Linked DNA regions of Cricetulus griseus: region 1 is linked to region 2. A link is a contact called in public Hi-C data. All regions are on one chromosome and are shown on one strand. The core of a region is the stretch at or near the end of the contact, and the rest is flanking DNA. Distances in the headings are between cores, read along the strand shown.

What was found. Hi-C and Micro-C count contacts between places; a contact is called where the count stands out from the background.
Region 1: a contact with region 2 is called in a Hi-C map of fibroblasts, with 2.8 times the contacts expected there. The contact joins the promoter of Ddx52 here to the enhancer-like site in region 2. A contact is called at or near these places in 4 of 8 Hi-C or Micro-C datasets (the CHL-YN cell line, the CHO-K1 cell line and fibroblasts).

What each region holds. Positions count from the first base shown.
Region 1 is chr7:97,187,213-97,190,622 of CriGri-PICRH-1.0, forward strand. Ddx52 (probable ATP-dependent RNA helicase DDX52) reads left to right here and starts at 1,976. Exons shown (of 15, transcript XM_027426439.2): 1 at 1,976-2,128; 2 at 3,213-3,410. The coding sequence starts at 2,042.
Region 2 is chr7:97,077,791-97,081,092 of CriGri-PICRH-1.0, forward strand. No RefSeq gene overlaps it. Among named protein-coding and RNA genes, the nearest start is that of Hnf1b, 24 kb to the right of the region's middle. Within about 2 kb of position 1,766, at least 2 of the 6 cell types and tissues checked have open chromatin away from gene starts, as enhancers often do. A contact at or near this core is called in the CHO-K1 cell line and fibroblasts, where this site is marked.

The DNA.
Region 1 (3,410 bases), core at 726-3,225, 110 kb after region 2:
TAAAATAGAGGAACATGGGCCAGGCATGGTGGTGCATACTACTGACCCCAGCACTCGGAAGGCAGAGGCACATGGATCTCTGTGAGATTCAGACTGAACTCCAAGCCCATGCTTTTAAAGCAATGGATCTACAGCACAAATTTAATGAGCAATGAAACTCTATTCTCTGAAAGGATGGACAGGAGTTGAGTCATTGGTGCAATGTTGAACATTTCCTAGTAAGCAAGGCCGTCCACAGAGCTTTCCTCTCAGCTCCTGAGAGGTTATTTCTTTAGTGAACCATCAATACCGAGTGGCTATAACTGGAGGGGGAGAAACCATAACCACCACTGTATCTACCTGGATAAACTTTGGCCCTGACTAAGCCAAAGGCTACAAACTTTTTCACTGCTTTATCTGGTCTTTTACGTGGGTTCCCATGATCAAAGTAGAATCATTAAGTTTGCAGAGTTAGCGTCTTTGTTTGTTCAGTCATCTCCCTAGTCCCCTCCTTTGAGAGGGGACTATTTTTTGGGAGTAAAAATACTTAAAACATTAAGATATCCCCACTGTAAGCTATAAGAAGGAATCAGAGAAAAAAATTTCCAGTCTCATCTCATGCTCACTCCATACCTACTCTACTTAAGTGTAAAAGTCTCACCACAACCTATTTTTCACTCTGTCCTGCCATATATATTACATACATGATATATATTTATCTCTATGTGATATAGATATATGAACCTTGAGTATATGTACTGTACTATTTATATGTTAATGGCTCCCAATTTTGCTTCTTCAGCCTTCACCTTCATTCCTGAGCTTCAGACTCTTAGGTCCAGGTACCTACTTGGATGGCTTCACTTAATCAACTAAAAATCTTCATATCTATAAAACATAACAATTCCATGTTTTATGCCTCCAACCAAAAAAGCTGTTCTTCCTTTATTCTTAGTTCAGTAAATGGCATGCCATCAACCCAGCCCAAACCCTAGTACTTAGTTATCTTTTATTCTTTTTCCTCATCCCAGGTACATTAAACTCTACCACCAAACTATATGCCAAATCTATCCACACTTGCATAGATATCAACCCAGACAAAGGCAACACCATTTCTACTTTAGTGTCCATTTCCACTCTTATTCATTGTATGTCTTTTCTTCAAATAACTAGAGGAATTATGTATGATACTTTCACACATTCATTCATCAAACATTTATTGAGAGCATACAGAACCAGGGATACAACAGTAAAGCAAAGTAGATCTTCATGTTCGTGGACTTACACTCCAGGAGAGAAACACTACAAAGGGGGAAAAAAAGTTGTGTATTTCAAATACAGTGAGGATGAAACTAAGATACTTGCCCCTTCCATAAACATTTTCAGTTTTGTAGCATGTCTACATCAAAATCCAAATACTTCACAATGCCCTTGTTTTGAGTTCAGGTTTGTTTGCCCCCTCCATCTGTAAGCCTGTAAACTTAGCTCCAGCCACTTCCTTCCTCATCCCCCCTTTTATTTTCCTTTTTCTCTTTCCTTTTTTGTGTGGTACTGGAGAGCAACTCAGATCCTGGCTTCTGTTCTAACAATGTCTCAGACCGTTTCCCTTCTTCAGAATGGTTTCCCCTAATCTGGAATGCTGCTCTCGTGTTTGGAAAAGCAGCCCCTTCTCAGTTCAAACATTTGATTGAACCGACCAATCTAACTAAAAGTAGCCTCTACCCCTTCTCTATCCATCAAACCTTTAACTATGCTTCACAGCACTTTTCATTTTCCTAAGTTACAGTAGCTGATTAACTGTATCTCGTCCCCGCTGGACTGTAACAGTAAGTGCAGAATCTTGGCGTGTTGTTCACCACACTATCCATACAAGTCTAGAACACTCCCTCGCCCAAGAAGCGTCTGTTTTGTGAACGAAATCTACAGCTCAAACTACACCACGCCTGTCACACACAGGCTCCGCCTCCTGGAGCTACTTCCGCCTACGGCCTCTCCGGAAGCAGTCGCGGAGAGGAAGTCGTATACACAGGCGCTGTGAGGCTGCGGGGCATTGTGGGTAAAGATGGATGCCTATGATCTGTTTCGCCGGCTCGGAGCCGGCGCCAAGTTCGACGTGAAGCGGTTCTCGGCCGACGCTGCTCGATTCCAGGTGCTTACTGTACACGGGGAGCCGAGTGTCCGGGAAGGGGCGGGGTCCGTGGGGTGATTGCTGGCTGCGGGGCAGCGGGCACGCGGGATTCCGGAGCCGGCTCCGACCGCCCCCGGGGCAGCATTCCCCTTCTTTAGGGTTCAGTTTGACCCCAGACTTCTGGACCACTGTCTTCTGAGCCCCGGTCGGCTCAGTTAAGCCTGGCACCGACACTTTTGTTTCCCGACTTCTTCTTCTTCTTCTTCTTCTTCTTCTTCTTCTTCTTCTTCTTCTTCTTCTTCTTCTTCTTCTTCTTCTTTTTGTTTTTTTGTTTTTTCGAGACAGGGTTTCTCTGTGTAGCTTTGGAGCCTATCCTGGCACTCGCTCTGGAGACCAGGCTGGCCTCGAACTCACAGAGATCCTCCTGCCTCTGCCTCCCAGTACTGTGATTAAAGGCGTGCGCCACCAATGCCCGGCTTACTTTACTTTCAAAGTTAGAATCCTTTCAAAGGCCTCTTCTCAGAAACTAGAGGAAAGGAATTTGGAGAACAGTCTTTTCACGGTAGCCTACCGAGGTTTGACTTAAGTGTGCAGATAGCTGGAATTTACTGGACATGGTTCTTTTCAACGTTCCAACCAGCGGCGTTTTAAGTAACCAACCAGAAGAGTGATGTTGAAATGCGGGGAGGGGCGTGTCTTAGAAAAGTAGTGAGCATGCAGGGAAGTCAGCAGGGGCTCATTTGTGAACATTTCGATCATAAACCTTACCGTAAGAGAACAGAACCTTTGTGGGGGGCAATGTCTGTTTCTTCGTCTTGACTGCAGTGCTATTGTTAAACTGTTGGTGTGAGGATGAAGTAATTTAGTATCTAATAAACATGCTTGACATGTAGTAAAATGTAAGTATTCATTGCTGCCAGTGTAAGGAGGCCAGAGAGGGGTGTGTTTGTTTGCATCCCATTTGCCTAAACACACAACAGATTCCTGGTTAAAAGGGTTAAAATGATGAATTACTGAATTCTTGTCCTCCATAGTGATAGTCGTGTTTGGATGAAAACAGCACTATTCTGGCAGCAGATCTCATTTGAAATTTTGGGGGTTTTAGGTAGGAAAAAGGAAATGCAATCCTGATTCTTCGGAGGTGCTGCAAGGGCTAGACTTCTTCGGAAACAAGAAGTCTGTCTCAGATGAGTGTGGAGCATTACAAACACACCAGGAGCTCCAAAAGGAGGAGAAAACAGAAGGGGGCCTGTTGGAAGGGAGTAAGGAGCCCAAGAAGAAAAAAAGAAAGAAGATGATTTCA
Region 2 (3,302 bases), core at 516-3,015:
ATTTCCTGTGGGTTCTCCTTCAGCAGGTGTGTTCAGGCTGTTTCACCGACTTTTTGGGCCCTGGGGAGTTTAGACATATGAACTAATTGCTTTACTACCCCTCCTGGCAATTGTGATTCAAATGCCACACCTTCAAATTAGATGGGTCAAGGTGGATTTTTTTGCTCAGTATCTGTTTTTCTACTGAGTCCTGAGCATCAAGGTTTCTTGTATATTCCCCATGCTGGGGCAGCTTTTCAGTCTCAACCCTTGTAATCCAGGCCTCATCTCCACTTCTCTCTGTCCTCAAAGTTTATCTTCTGTGCACAGTTGAGTATTTAAAACTTAACTTCTAGGGCTGGAGGGTGTACATGGCTTGCCCATGAAAACCATCTGTTGGAATCCATTCTCTGGGGAGATGTTTTTGTTGTTGTTTATGGTACTAGAGATTGAATCCAGGCTTCCCACATGCCAGGCAAGCACCCTAACATCAGAGAGCTACATTCCCATCTCAGTTTTGGTCCCATTCTACACATACTGACTGAGTTCTTGCTGGATCCTCCTGTCCTGTGCCACGCCCTGGGGTCATGGAGATGAGCAGGGAGGAGGCCTCTGCCCTCACAGCACCTGTGGGTTGTATGTTATCAAACATGGGTAGAAAGTGAAAGATTTTATGAGCTTTCATTTTTCTTTTTATTTCCATTTACTCACCAGGTTAGAATCTGTGACACAAACCTAAACAATGCTCTTCGATCAGTCCCACAGCCATTTCTGTGGCCCTTAGGACTTCAGGCTGAGCTGGCCGGGGCTCCTCCCTTCCTGAGTCCTGGAGCACCACTGTGGCTCTTCTTCTGGGACACTTCCGTTTTTCATCTTGTATTATCATTGCTGATATATCTCCCTTATCCCTACTCCAGGGTTGTAAAGCTCCCTAAAGGTAGGGCTCATGCTGGTCCATCTTTTATAGATGCTCAAAAAATTGCTTTTGTGTCATTTGGTGCAGTCCAAGCACCTGCTGTCAACATGAAAAATGCAAGGCCTAACGCCATTCAGTGACTTGCTCAGTCTTATGGATAGATAGTGTAGCCGCTGGATGAGCCGTGCCTCTTGCTGAGCTGCTATCCTTTTACACTCACCAAACATCGGTTTCCAAACCAAACATTCTGTGCTTCTCACACTCCCCTGGAGGGCTTGGTGAAACATGGCCCCTCTGGGGTCTAGGTGGGGCCTGGTGATCTGCATGTGTAATCTATAACAAGCTCCCCGATGACTGGTGCCTTGATCGATGGACCAAACCCAGACCAGCTGTGGTCCAATACAAGCCAAACTGTAGTAGGTGCAGAGACAGTGATACGTAGAAAAGAGCAGCAAAATTTAAAAAGACAGATCCAGACTCTGAAGCTTTGAATTCAACAGGCTTTGGGAGATTGCAGGCTGGACACGAGTATGGTGATAACAGAGACCTCTTTTCCACGTATAGTATCCTAACCACCCCCCAAAGGAAGAACAGATCGTTTTTCCTGGGTGAACCACTGAAAAACAGCCTTTGTCTATTCCCCCACCGGTCAGTGACTAACGCTGCGGTTTCCCCCTTACTGAGTCCTCAAGCTGAACTCTACAGAGGCAGCCTTCCTCATCATGTGACCAGGGTCAGGGGCTCCATCTTCACATACACTTAGAAGTGATGGGTTTAACTATACCGCATCATTTAAGCACATGGCAGTGGCCTGGGCCCTCCAAGCACTCTTGCTTGGATAGCTATTCTCTGAAAGTGCCTGAATTCTTGGGCTGGTGTTGAAACGGGGAGGAGTTACAATCTGAGTCATCATGCCTGAAAGCTGTAGTGTCCCAGTGAAGACCTCCCCACCCCCGCTACTCTGACACCATGAACACATTTGTTTTTATCTTAAAAAGTTAAAAAATGTTTTACAATAGTTTCATTTATATTTGACTACATTGCCCCTAGGGATTTTTCTTTCACCAGCAATAAATGTGGTCTTCAGGTTCTGTCTGGGGCTCTCAGTCACTTCCTGATTGGGTCCCTTGAGAGTTCAGAGCTAAGCAGAGCCTGCATGGGTCCCTGGTGGGGTGGGCACACCCAGTCTATCCATGAGATCCCCAAATAGCTCCTGGAAGTTGGTCTAAGAAAGAGAACAAGAATGAGAAGGAAGTTCTCCAGAGGGCTATCCAGCCTAACCTTGTTAGCTTACAGGGTCCTGCTCCCATTCTATGTGTTTAATCCTTCCTTCCTGGAAGATCAGTGGGGTATAAAGCTAAGATAAGTGAAGATCTAACACTACCACAGATCCCAAATACAAGATCAGAAACAGAACCGTGGTCACCGTTTCAGGGGAGGGGAAGGGTACCTTCCTTGCAGATGATACCCACAGAGTACTTAAATACATTTATTTATTTAATTTACTCTCTCTCTCTCTCTCTCTCTCTCTCTCTCTCTCTCTCTGTGTGTGTGTGTGTGTGTGTGTGTGTGTGTGTGTGTTTAGAACAGAGGACAACTTGTGGGAGTCAGTTCTCGCCTTCAATCATGTGGGTTCTGGGGATCCAACTCAGGTCCTCAGGCTTGGTGGCAGATGCCTTTATCCAGTGAACCATCAGCTCTCTGGCATATAAATGCATCTATTGAAAGATGGATTATTTTATTCAAATCTGCCTGGTATATATTACAAGAACTTAAGAACTGATTCATAAAAGCTCAAAAGCTATAAACCATCTGTCACTAGGAACAGGGCCACCCAGCACGGAGTCCCCACTCAGAGGACATCAGAATCTGCAAAAGTAGATCATCCTTTGTTACACATGAAGTGATGAAAGGTCTAGCCCTGAACCTAGATCACTCAAGTCCCCGCCCAGTGCTTCCCTGCCCACCTGCTGAGATGAGCCATGAATACCAATACATATGTGAAAACAATATAGTTCCAACTCCACACCCCAAAGAGGAACATCGGAGTTGTGTACCAAGACTTACTGAGTGACTAAGTAATACATATAAACAAGCAAACTGGAAGACTGGAGAAGCCAAGCTTCAATGTATTATAAGAATCAAGATTAGACCAGCGTGACACACTCAGGAGGCAGAGGTAGCCAGATCTCTGAGAATGCAAGGCCAGCTTAGTCTGCAATGAGTTCCAGGACAGTCAGGGCTATGTAGAGAGACCCTATGTCAGAAAACAAAAATAAAACAAACCAAGAATCAAGGTTAGATGTTTGGAGGACTTGTTTTCAATGCTGGGATTGAATCTGAGCATTCTAGATTCGGGACAAGTGCTTTCCTATAGCATCACACCTTTATTTGTTTGAGACAGGGT